Regions from separate parts of the Sus scrofa genome. Here region 2 is linked to region 1. A link is a contact called in public Hi-C data. All regions are on one chromosome and are shown on one strand. Each heading gives the region's core, a stretch centred on a gene start, on an enhancer-like site or on the middle of the called end of the contact. The rest is flanking DNA. Distances are from core to core; before and after follow the strand shown.

Region 1 (6,235 bases), core at 1,495-3,994:
AGTTTGAAACGCATTCTGTGGTCGCTTTAGGGGGTGTCTGCACAGAGCTACACAATTAGAATAGCTTCTCCTTATGCAGGGCTGGGACCAAGACTGAAGGCGGAGACAGGTTAGGGAGTAGCAGAAATTGTCCAGGTCTGGGCAAGTGAGTCTGTGAAGCCCAGCAGTGGCAGGGGCGGTGGAACGAGGGGATAAGCAAGACAGACATTAAGGAGGGCAGAAGTTGGCTGTCAACCTGACATTTTTAAAATGTGCCTTATTGGGAATTCCTGTTGTGACTCAGAGGTAACAAATCCAACTAGTATCCATGAGGATGCAGATTCGATCCCTGGCCTCGCTCAGTGGGTTAAGGATCTGGCGTTGCTGAGAGCTTGGTGTAGGTCGCAGATGAGGCTCGAATCCTGTGTTGCTGTGTCTGTGGGGTAGGCTGGCAGCTACAGCTCTGATGAGACTCCTAGCCTAGGAACTTCTTATGTTGCGGGAGCCACCTTAAAAAAACCAAACAGCAGTTTTTAAAAAGTGTCATATCAATTTTATTTTTGAATGAAGAAGGAGTTTTTGTCTTCAGAAACTTTGTTTCAACCATGCATCAGTTGGGATATGACCAAAGACAATCCAACCCCATTTTCAGGTTTCAGCAATTGACTCAGCAGGAGACGATGAGGAGGGTAAAGACAAGAGGAAAACATGTTTTGTTAACTGAATGCTCCAAAGCGTCATGGATGGCAAACTTTTCTTTCTTATTTCCTCTGGTTTGAATTTATTGAAGTGTTAACGTGTTTAATTCAATGCCTTTGTTAAATTAAATATGAAGTTTTAACATGTTTAATTCAATGGCTTTGTTAAATGAAGCGTCATTGAAAGCTTATTTCAATGAGGAGATTATCTGATTTTAATCCCCAATAATAATACACAAAGTTTAAACTTTGAGATAACTGAAGTCAGGTTGAATTGATGTGGTTCAGGTTTGCATTATTTTAATATTCAGCAATCCTGCTAGAAGAGTATTCAGCAGTTGTGATGAAGTCATTAACCTGAATTTTGCTTTTTATACTTCTTATTAGTAAATGTCCCAGTCCTATGAAATGGCATCCTCTGATATTGGGATGGAATCTTACGTGCAGTTCTAAGAAACTTCGAATTTCCTGTTTGAACTTTTCTTTAACTATACCATCGAGCTTCCCATATGGCAACAGAAATGACGTTTTCTTTCTGCTATTTGAGTAATCTGCTTTCAAACAGGAAAAGCGGGGAGTTGGACCAAAATGCCTGTGACACTTACCTTTGGAGCAAGATTTGACGCCAATTAAATCATTGCCATATGATGTTGTGTGGACTCTAATTGCTATCATAGTGGGAGGCAGGAAGAACAGAAGGCCCTGGAGCCAAGAAGCACAGAACTTGGAAGCGTTCAAGATCCATCACTTTAGTGATTCTTACAAATTGTCCTCAGAAGAGATCTGACTTGCCCCAAGTAGTTCACAAATTAAAAACAGTCCGATTGCATCCTGTGTACATTTTGGGCTCTCCAGTTTTGACAGATGCATATTTGCTGTGTTCCGATTGCTTTCTAAAATATGCTCCTCAGCCCCCTGCCTCTATCTGTTTGCAGTCAGGGATCAGTGTTACTAAGAGCTTATCAATGATTTAAAGCAAAAGCATGGAAAACAACAGTAATGAGATCTCTGTAGGCCTTGCACTGTCAACAGGAAAAATGAAGACATGGTAATGAGGAGAACATTCGTCTGATTACTTCTGGACGGATATGGTCCCCTGCTTTCCTGGTGGCAGAGAAGGTGCAATGACCTCTCCCAAGAGTGGTTCAGATCACAACAGCTTGGAGATAGCGGGAGTTCTTCCCGATCTGATTCCCTCTTGTTATTCCACACTTTATCACAGTTAAAGAAATGTGCATCCAGGAGTTCCCGTCGTGGCGCAGTGGTTAACGAATCCGACTAGGAACCATGAGGTTGCGGGTTCGATCCCTGCCCTTGCTCAGTGGGTTAACGATCCGGCGTTGCCGTGAGCTGTGGTGTAGGTTGCAGACGCGGCTCAGATTCCGCGTTGCTGTGGCTCTGGCTTAGGCTGGCAGCTACAGCTCCGATTCGACCCCTAGCCTGGGAACCTCCGTATGCCATGGAAGCGGCCCAAAGAAATAGCAAAAAGACAAAAAAAAAAAAAAAAAAAAAAAAGAAATGTGCATCCAGATCTTATCAGTGCAGCCAAGATAGTTCGAGGGCCTTTCCTCCAAGCCTGGGGATGGTCTCACTGTGTGCTCACACGTCCGAGTAGCTGAGAACGCGCCCCTTTTCCCACCTCTTTGCTCCCAGAACTTCTCAGCGGTCTCCCACATCCCACCCTAAGAGAGCGCCCCTGGGCACGCTTGGATCTGTATTGGCCTCTTGTTTCTATAAGTGAATTCTGTTGGTTCCTCTAAACTGGAAGTTGGAATCAAAAAAAGGTGGGCTGTAGAACTGAGAGCAAGGAATTAAAGGGAAACCAATGGAAGTTATATCTGGAAACCTGAGTAGACGGAAGAGGATTATTTTTCAAGGAAGAGAAAAGAAAGCCCTGATGCCTGGGTCAAACGAAAAATGAATGCAGTATGGGAAAAGCGCGAAGTCACCAGGCCTGTGGTACATGTGACGCAGTGACGTTGAGGGTGTCAGGAGCAGAGAACGCCCCAACGAGCCGGCGGCAGAGAGGACCTCTCTTCACCTCGGCATCACAGGGGATTTAACCTTCTGGATGCTGACTCCTCCTTTCTTGGGGAGAGCAGAGCTCTCAGTGAACCAACCAGTGGACTGAAGGTGTCTGCAGAGAGGAAAGACTGAATCCATAGTAACGGCTGTATTATGATCAACACTGCTATTTTGCTTCTGCTCCAAAGTTCCTGTTTATGTCTCACAGCCTTTATATTGTCTTTGTGAGAACGGCGCCAGTTGGCCAGTGGCCATGGTGAAATTTTCGTTGCTAGTGAGTATAAATACTCCCATCAGTGGATGCATCTTTCAGGATTCTGCTTAAACTCAGCTTTCCAGTTGAAATGCATATGGTTATGGGTGAAGAGAGAACAGCATTCAAGAAAAAAAAAGTGATGTGCTCAAAGGAGCGAAGCTGCATTACAGAACTGTGGGATTGTTGGTATCATTAAGAAATTTGATTCCATTTTTATATAAAAACTATAGCATGCAATTACACGTGAGCATAATATTTGACTCTGAACACTTGGCTCATGTCTGGAAAATCACAGGGGACATTTTCTGAGAATGAGGAGGGAAGGCCGTTGTTGAAAGATGGATGCAAGAGACAAAACACGACCTGCTGCCAGCCTCCTCCTTTTCCGACCTTCTCTGTACCAGCCTAATTAACATAAATTAACACATAGTATTATTAATGAAAGTCGTTTCTTTAAAGGTGACAATGCTACTTTGCTTATTTTCTCTACCTTATTCCTTCAAACACATCCGTGAGATAGATTATTATCTCTGGAGTTCCCATCGTGGTACAATGGAAACGAATCTGACTAGGAACCATGAGGTTGCAGGTTTGATCCTTGGCCTCGCTCAGTGGGTTAAGGATCTGGCGTTGCTGCAAGCTGGGGTGTAGGTCGCAGATGCAGCTCGGATCTGGCGTTGCTGTGGCTCTGGCGTAGGTCTCCGTTTAGACCCCTAGCCTGGGAACCTCCAGATGCCATGGGTGCATCCCTAAAAAGACAGAAGAAAAAAAAAAAGATAATTATCTCTGTTTTACAAATTAAGAAAGTGAGGAGAACTCAAAAGTTAAGAGTAAACTACCTAATGTCATGTAGCCCATGAGGGAATGAGCTGGGATTGGTCCAGGTGTGTCTGGCCCATGTTTTAGCACTTAGGGTCTGCAGCCTTCTTTTACAGCCAGAAGCTCCTCCAGCAGCAGGCCCACCAAAAGAGAGGGAAGCAATTTCCTGTTACACTTGTGCAAAGAATTCCCGTGTGCCTAAAATAAAGAGATTCGCTCTATTCCGAATTGGCCTAATGCGGGCCACAGTGGAGATCAGTGAGTCAGAAATGCTTCTTCTTTTTTTTTTTAAAGAAAGGAAAACCAAGATGACATGGCATCAAAACTTGGAGTATCTATGGCTTTTTTTTTTTGTTTTCAGTACATGTTTAAAACTTCCTGACATAGTAGCTTGTCTTTTAAACAGCTGATTTTCCTATTTATATGTAAAATAAAATATTTTTAAAGTATCACTTTTGCCTTTTGCAAACATTATATTAGTATTTTGAGTGTGTGTATATACATATCCACTGCCACATTCTGGTAGTTTATAGTTGCCGGAAGTCGGTATTCCAAGTGGAATGATTGGGTGTCGGTATTTTGTTCGGAAAAAACACGCACTATAGCACTGGCTCATGATAAATCACTGACATTCTGCTGTGGTGGCCATACCATTATTTTCTCATAGTAAGAAAACCCCTGAGTGCAGCAAACCAGAGTTGTAGCCCACGCAATATTATTTGCAAGAACGATGAACTAAGGTGCCTAGGGCACTTGCATAAACAGCTGTTTCTTGTATTTTCCAGGTGATAAAACCTATTAGTTTGACAATTTACAGAAAAGCCATTAGATTCATCTCAGTGCCACTGGAATAACGGATGCCCCTTCAGCAGGGCACACATACCAATGGCAAGAGGTGGAGGACGGTGGAGCCCAGGAAGGGGCCCAGATGAGAGTCGGTTTCTAACCACCTACCAGCCAGCCAGGAAGGCAAGGACCCGGGAGCCTCCAAGTGTCAGAGGGAGGAGTTCAGGATTACTTAGTCATTTATTCTTGGCTTATTTGTCTGTTCACTGATTTCTTTATTCTAAAGGAAGAGAGTGTGTTAAAAACTTCTCTTTTGCCCTCGTGAATTATCACGACGGATGGGGTGATAGCCTTTAAGTTTTCAGAAGTCTATGATGCACTGAATAAAGTACCATCTAAGCGACCACAAACTTACGCTTTCGTCCCAAACTTGAGGGTCTTTTGCATGAAAAGCCTTTTCACAAAATTCCGAATCAGAAATAAACAGGATTGATATTTACATTAACATTGCATGGAAACCTCAGGAGACGGCATATTCCGTATTTTCCCTATCAGAGCAACATTTTTCAAATGTTCATTTTCTCTCCCTCCTAATAAATTGTAAGGTGTGTGAGGCAATAGATTTGCAGGGGTTTGGGGGGTTTTTAAGTGTAGAATTCAGCATTGCGTGTCATGCTGAATGCCTGAATGCCAAGAAGTTGACAACACTGAGGATTTCTTGAAAAATTGAGTTGTTTTTGTTTTTTTTTTCTCCTGCCAAGAAGCTCTAAGCCAAATTTTCTTTTCTCCAGCTTTCCTTTAGTGGAAAGGAAAAAAAAAAAAAAAAAAGATAATTATCTCTGTTTTACAAATTAGGAAAGTGTGGAGAACCAAAAGTTAAGAGTAAACTGCTTAATGTCATGTAGCCCATGAGGGGATGAGCTGGGATTGGTCCAGGTCTGTCTGGACTGTATTTTAGAGTATGAGCATAGACAGATATACTGAAGAAATCCACTTTTGTCTTGACTACCACGTGAGGGCTTGTACGAGGCAACATTTGACGATGGTACTCCCCAGCAGTAATCATTGCATTAAAAGGGAGGCGCGTCTATGCAGGGACATATAAACAATCAATGAAATGCATTCCCAAGAGAAGGATAATGTGAGGGAGCCCCTGCCATTTGATGAGTGACCTTTTCATTCTGCGTAGAGATGACCTGTATTGATATCATTAACCAGATGGAACCCAGTTCTTTTAACGGCAGAGCTTGGTATTGATTGAAAAGCAAGATCTGAGATTTTGTTAGTGTCGAGCTGTTTACAGAAACAAGAGGTAGACGCCTCTCCTTTCCTCCAACCTCTAAAGTAATTGTTTTTTTTTTTAACCACCAGCTGTGACAGATAGGAGAAACCAAGGGCATTTTCTTACTTCTTTCTGTTTCTAGACGCAGACAGCGACTTAGTGGAGGAGCATTTTGTGGATGTTGACAAGGACGGAGGCATTTTATATTAGCAGCTTGGTGTGGCAGGAGTGAACCCTCTTTTCTGCTTTTATTTTCAAGGATCTCTCATTATACTGCACCTCACTAGCACTTTTCAATTCAGAAAACCCACGTACTTCTACATGGGTTTGCATTGAAACTAAGTACACTTAATTGTTGCCCAGTGAAAGGCATATGTTATTGTAGGAAAA
Region 2 (6,235 bases), core at 2,719-5,218, 370 kb before region 1:
TCATTTGTTCTAAAATGTGGTTAAATTCCAATGCTTCCTTGTTGATTTTCTGTCTGGATGATCGATCCAGTGATGATAATTGGATTTTGAAAATCCTTACAATTATTGTATTTTTTCCTTTTCTCCCTTAAAATCTGTTACTAATTGTTTGATATATTTTAGTGCCTGGATGTTGGGAACATATATATATTTATGATTGCTTTGCTTTCTTGACATATTGACTCCTTTATCACTATACAATGACTTTCTTTGTCTCCTTTTAGCCTTTTTGCATTGAAGTCTACTTTGTCTGATAGAGGTTTGGTTATGCCCACCTTCTTTTCATTCTTTTTATTTCTCTTTGCTTGGAATATCATCTTCCGTCCTTTCACTTTGCACCTGTGTGTTTCTTTACAGCTGAAATGAGTTTCTTGTAGGCAGCATATAGTTAGGTTTTTGTTTTTGTTTTTTTTTTTCTTTTTTAAATCTCTCCAGTCACTGTGCCTTTTGATTGGTGAGTTCAAAACATTTACAGGTAGGGTTATTATTGATATGTAAGGATTTCTTACTGCTATTTTATTTCTTGCACCCTGGTTATTTTGTCCGTTCATTGTTTTCTTTTTCGTTTTATTTATGTCTACTTTTGTAATTTGGTGGCTTTCCATGATGATTTTTCTTTCTTTTTTTTTTTAAACAATTTTACTTTGTTTTTATTGCCTCTAGTAGTTCTTTTATAAATTACCATATTTCTAAATCCCCATATGTGCTGTGCTGGTGGTTTTATTAGTCTTTAATCTTTAACACTAGTATTTGATATGAAAAACTGATGATAAAAACAAACCTTTTATTTAAACAGCTTGAGGTTTGATATGGCTTACCATACTCTTTTTTTTTTTCCCACTGTACAGCAAGGGGGTCAGGTTATCCTTACATGTATACATTACAATTACAGTTTTTCCCCCAGCCTTTCTTCTGTTGCAACATGAGTATCTAGACATAGTTCTCAATGCTATTCAGCAGGATCTCCTTGTAAATCTATTCTAAGTTGTGTCTGATAAGCCCAAGCTCCCGATCCCTCCCACTCCCTTCCCCTCCCAACAGGCAACCACAAGTCTCTTCTCCAAGTCCATGATTTTCTTTTCTGAGGAGATGTTCATTTGTGCTGGATATTAGATTCCAGTTATAAGTGATATCATATGGTATTTGTCTTTGTCTTTCTGGCTCATTTCACTCAGTATAAGATTCTCTAGTTCCATCCATGTTGCTGCAAATGGCATGATATCATCCTTTTTTATGGCTGAGTAGTATTCCATTGTGTATATATACCACATCTTCCGAATCCAATCATCTGTCGATGGACATTTGGATTGTTTCCATGTCCTGGCTATTGTGAATAGGGCTGCAATGAACATGCGGGTGCATGTGTCTCTTTTAAGTAGAGCTTTGTCCGGATAGATGCCCAAGAGTGGGATTGCAGGGTCATATGGAAGTTCTATGTATAGATTTCTAAGGAATCTCCAAACTGTTCTCCATAGTGGCTGTACCAGTTGACATTCCCACCAGCAGTGCAGGAGGGTTCCCTTTTCTCCACAGCCCCTCCAGCACTTGTTATTTGTGGATTTATTAATGATGGCCATTCTGACTGGTGTGAGGTGGTATCTCATGGTAGTTTTGATTTGCATTTCTCTTATAATCAGCGATGTTGAGCATTTTTTCATGTGTTTGTTTGCCATCTGTATATATTCTTTGGAGAAATGTCTATTCAGGTCTTTTGCCCATTTTTCCATTGATCATGATGATTTTTCTTAGTCTCCCCCTTTTTGGGTTTTGTGTCTCTGCTCTAGATTTTTGCTTTGTAATTACCGTGAGGTTTACATAAAACATCTCACAGATAAAATAGTACTTTTCCTGCTGGTAGAATAAATCTTTATTCATCTTTAAAAGTTTCATCCTTTTACTCTTCGCCTTTTATAGTTTTTTTTTTTTTTTTTTTTGTCTTTTGTTGTTGTTGTTATTGTTGTTGTTGTTGCTATTCCTTGGGCCGCTCCCGTGGCATTATTGTTGTTGTTGTTGCTGTTTCTTGGGCCGCTCCCGCGGCATATGGAGGTTCCCAGGCTAGGGGTTGAATCGGAGCTGGAGCCACCGGCCTACGCCAGAGCCACAGCAACGCGGGATCCGAGCCGCGTCTGCAACCTACACCACAGCTCATTAACCGGATCGTTAACCCACTGAGCAAGGGCAGGGACCGAACCCGCAACCTCATGGTTCCTAGTCGGATTCGTTAACCACTGCGCCACGACGGGAACTCCCTTTTATAGTTTTGATGTCACAAATTATCTCTTTTTATACTGTGATTTCATTAGCAGGTTGTAGTAGCTATAGTTGTTTTAATGCTCTTTTTTATACCTTTATACTGTAGTGAAGTTTAATATAAGATTCTAAAAGGAGTTATAGTATTATAATTCTGACTATTTACCACATAGAGTTTTGTGTATTTCATCTCTTTGTTTTAGCTTGAAAAACTCCTTTTAACATGTCTTATCAGGCAGGTCTGGTATTGGTGGACTCACTCAGCTTTTGTTTGCCTGGGGAAAGCCTTTATGTCCCTTTCATATCTGAAGGGTAACTTTGCTGGGTAGTGTATTCTTAGTGGGTACGTTTCAACCTTTCAATATTTTGAGTATGTCATTCCATTTTCTCCTGGCCTGTGGAGTTTTTATTGAGAAATCTCTGATAGCCTAATGGGAATATCTTTGTAGGTTACTGCCTTTTTTTCCCTGGTTGCCTTTAAAATTCTTTCTTTATTACTGATCTTTGATGGTTTAAATACGATATGTCTTGGAGAAGGTCTCTTTGCATTGAGATAATAAAGTGTTCTATTATATTCATGGACTTGTGTATCCAGTTCCTTCCTCAGGTTTCAGAAATTCTCAGCTATTAGGTCTTGAAATAAATTCTCAGTTCCCTTTCCTTCTTCTCTTTTTGGGATACCTATTATTCTTATATTGCTTTTCCTGGTGGGATCAGATCATTCTGACAGGGTCTCTTCACTTTAAAAAAATCTTAGTTCTCTTCCACTTGTATTATTTCTATATTTTTATCCTTGAGCTCACTAATTCTCTCTTCCATATGATCTGCTCTATTTCCAAAGCATTCTAATGCATTCTTCATCTCATATTTTGAGTTCTTCAGCTGAAGAATTTCTCTTTGGTTCTTTTCTAGAATTTCAGTCTCTTCGGTAAAGCATCCCTTATGCTCATTCATTTTATTCTTATGATTCTTTTATTGCCTTGCTGGGTTTTCTTGTAGTTCATTGAAATTATTCGGAACAGCTATTTTAAATTATCAGTTAGATCACACTATTCCATGTCTTTGGATTTTATTGCTGGAAAATTGTCATTTTTCTTTTTGTGATAACTTATTATTGTGACTTTTCAAGGTCTTCGGTTAAAAATAGCTCTGCCACTGTATCTGAAGTGGTAAACACCTTATTTCCGCAAGGCTTTGCTTACTTTGATTCTAGGAATTCAACAGGTTGGTAGTTAGAGGCCTTTTGCTTTCCAGAAGGTGGCGCTCTAGCCCAAGTTTTTGGTTTTTCTAGAGGCGCTGACTATGGTTGGGAACCTGAACCTAACAACAACAACAACAACAAACTAAACAAGGTGGCAGCAGAGTGGAGGGAGTGTGTGTGGGGAGGGGCATACCTGGCACTTAAGCCTTTGGATGTACCTACCCAAGGCCTGGCAGGGGAATCCTCAAGTGCAAGGGTCCCAGAGGGCTGTGGGCAGCCCTGTTGCCTCCCTGGGACAGAGAGGGGAAGACGCCTTCTCCCAGCTGTCTTTTCTGCCTACTGCCCTTTCCTTTCCCATTCCGCAGCCACTCTAGTCTCTCTTTGGGAGGAGCAGGTGGTCCCTCCAGCTGCCGCACAGTGGCCAGGCAGACACTCACTCACCACCTTCATCTTCCGCTTCCTCTTCCAGAAAGGTCATCTGGCTTGCTGTCCAACTGCTGATGCCTTTTCTGCTATCACAGCCTCCTTTGTGCAGGCTCCACCTCCTCCGTGGTCCAATCCACCCGTTTCAGAAGATGAATGGCTCTCTTGGGTTTCAGGGTGTGCTGCGCAGTGGGGCTTCTTCCTCTCCTCCCCCCACCTCAGTTGTGGATGTCTGATTAGTTGAAAGTCAAAGAGGAGAGAAAAAAGAATCGACTCAAACTGCCACGATGCTGACACCCCTCTCCTCACAGTAATTAATTGGTGGATTTAGACGTTGTCCCCACCATCGTTGGTTTACCAGTGAGCATGTGATGAAGGTGTAGCATTTCCTGGGAAATCTGTCTGCTTGGTGTTGCTTTTGACTCACTCACGCTGTCACACATCAGCCCGTGTGTGGTGACTGCTTATTCTGATTCCAGTGCGACAGACTCACATATTCCCACTGGACACAACTAAGAGCCGGAGAAACTATGGTTTTCTATTTCCTGTGATTCCGAACTTCAAAACCTCAAGGGAAAGCTCTTTACTTGTTTTGTTTTGTGTGTGTTATATATAGGCTACCCTATAGATCCAGTCAACAACCTCTTAGTGCCCAGTGTCAGGGTCTTCCCAAGTAAAGCAACTCGCTTGATGAATCATTCACCGCAATAGTGTTCAGTTAAGCCTCCTTGGTTGGTTGAGTTTAATAATGGTATGGTCTTAGACATCGTGGCGTCTCAGGCAGGAAATACCCCTCAGAACTAAGTAAGTAATTATCTGACTTTATATTGTTTGTCCATATAATAACTAATACCAGATGAAGATTTTAGGTAGTTTGAGATTTAGGAAGCACAGTTCATGAATCTCGATGAATGTTACAATAAGAGCAAATAATTAGACTGTGTTTTCTCTGTACTACTGTATTTGCCAGACACAAAATGTGCTATGTATTTCACTTTATGTAAACCATTTAAAAACTCTGGGATAGCAACTAGTACTCTTATTAACCCCATTTTACAGATGTGTAAACTGAGGCATAGAAGAGGTTAAATAACTGTCCAGAATGATAGTGAGTGGTAGGGGTAAGTCCTTTGACTGCTGACTGCAAATACTGAGCCTGTGGAATTGGTTGTTGACAGTAGTGCCACCATCACAAGAAGGGCAGATTTGTGGCTATTATTACCTTTCTAAGATACAATAAATGAAGGATAAACATTTTCATTATTATTAATTTCCTTGCTGTTTCAATTGCATTTTGTCACTACTTAAATCCCCGTGCAGTCTGTTGAAGGACATTACATTAAATGTCAACTTTTATGTGTATGTTGGGAAGGACCTGATTTGAAAAAAGGAAAAGAGTCTACTTATAGATACAAAACTTCCACTCTATAGAAGTGACTTTCTGACCGGGCATGAGGGCATCCTTCCCCTAGTATTTCATCATCTCTGCTGCCACCACCGTCATCATTATCACCTTCCCATGGTTTTGGTGACGAAGTGGAGAATTTTTTCCCCAGAGTAAACGTTGTCCTGTTCATTAAAGACTACTTCCATCTTTCGATGTAGTCTGTTCCATCAGATTTTCTTTCAAATGGAAATTTCTTACTTGAAATCTTATTTAAAAATTTTCAATTTCAATAAAATCATTAAAACTAAAAAAATACTATTAAAGCACCCCGCTTCTCATTTTATATCAAGTCCAAATATCCTTCTCTTTCTGTTGTATTTATTTGAAGAGTTATCTTTTTTTCTTAGGTTATCGTATTCCCCGAACACAGTAATTTATGTTCCAGGGATTTTGTTCCCCTTGATTTTGGTGGGAAGCTTTATTTATATTAATTATTGAATTTTTTGATTGACCAGTAATCCCTGATGGATGTTATAGCTGGATTTAATACAAACAGAGAAAAAAAATCAAGTTTATTTTTTCAGGTTAATAAGGTTTACTTTGACTACTAGAAAAAATTTAAAGTAGTTCAATACTCTTTCCATTAAGGTACTTGTGTTGGTCCCTATTGATGGTAATGCTTTCATTGGAAATTCCTAAGGCACTTCCTTGGCTATATTATTCCTGGTGAGCTCTCTCAGGAATTTTTTTTCCCTTCTCTAAAAGGAAGTGCAAAATGCATGCCATCTGTTTTTTGTCAAAATGAATTTGTTTATGTGTCTCTTTTACACAAACAAGCTAGCAATGAACTATACACTCTAAGAAAGGTTGTAGCTACAGCATTTTGAAGGTTCTTAAACTTTTTATTCTGACCTAAAAATTTCCAGCACCTCTTT

The links. A called contact is a pair of places that touch in the nucleus more often than the background predicts.
Region 2: a contact with region 1 is called in a Hi-C map of retroperitoneal adipose tissue, with 2.4 times the contacts expected there. The contact joins two enhancer-like sites. A contact is called at or near these places in 22 of 47 Hi-C or Micro-C datasets (adipocytes, alveolar macrophages, blood and 16 more) and 2 of 2 datasets of contacts at active chromatin or transcription factors (alveolar macrophages and skeletal muscle).

Annotation. Positions count from the first base shown.
Region 1 is chr8:132,978,305-132,984,539 of Sscrofa11.1, reverse strand. All of the region lies in intron 3 of ARHGAP24 (rho GTPase-activating protein 24), which reads left to right. Among named protein-coding and RNA genes, the nearest start is that of ARHGAP24, 520 kb to the left of the region's middle. Within about 2 kb of position 2,744, at least 11 of the 83 cell types and tissues checked have an H3K27ac peak or open chromatin away from gene starts, as enhancers often do. A contact at or near this core is called in retroperitoneal adipose tissue, where this site is marked.
Region 2 is chr8:133,351,539-133,357,773 of Sscrofa11.1, reverse strand. The region is part of intron 1 of ARHGAP24 (rho GTPase-activating protein 24); the gene reads left to right. Among named protein-coding and RNA genes, the nearest start is that of ARHGAP24, 150 kb to the left of the region's middle. Within about 2 kb of position 3,968, at least 3 of the 83 cell types and tissues checked have an H3K27ac peak or open chromatin away from gene starts, as enhancers often do. A contact at or near this core is called in retroperitoneal adipose tissue, where this site is marked.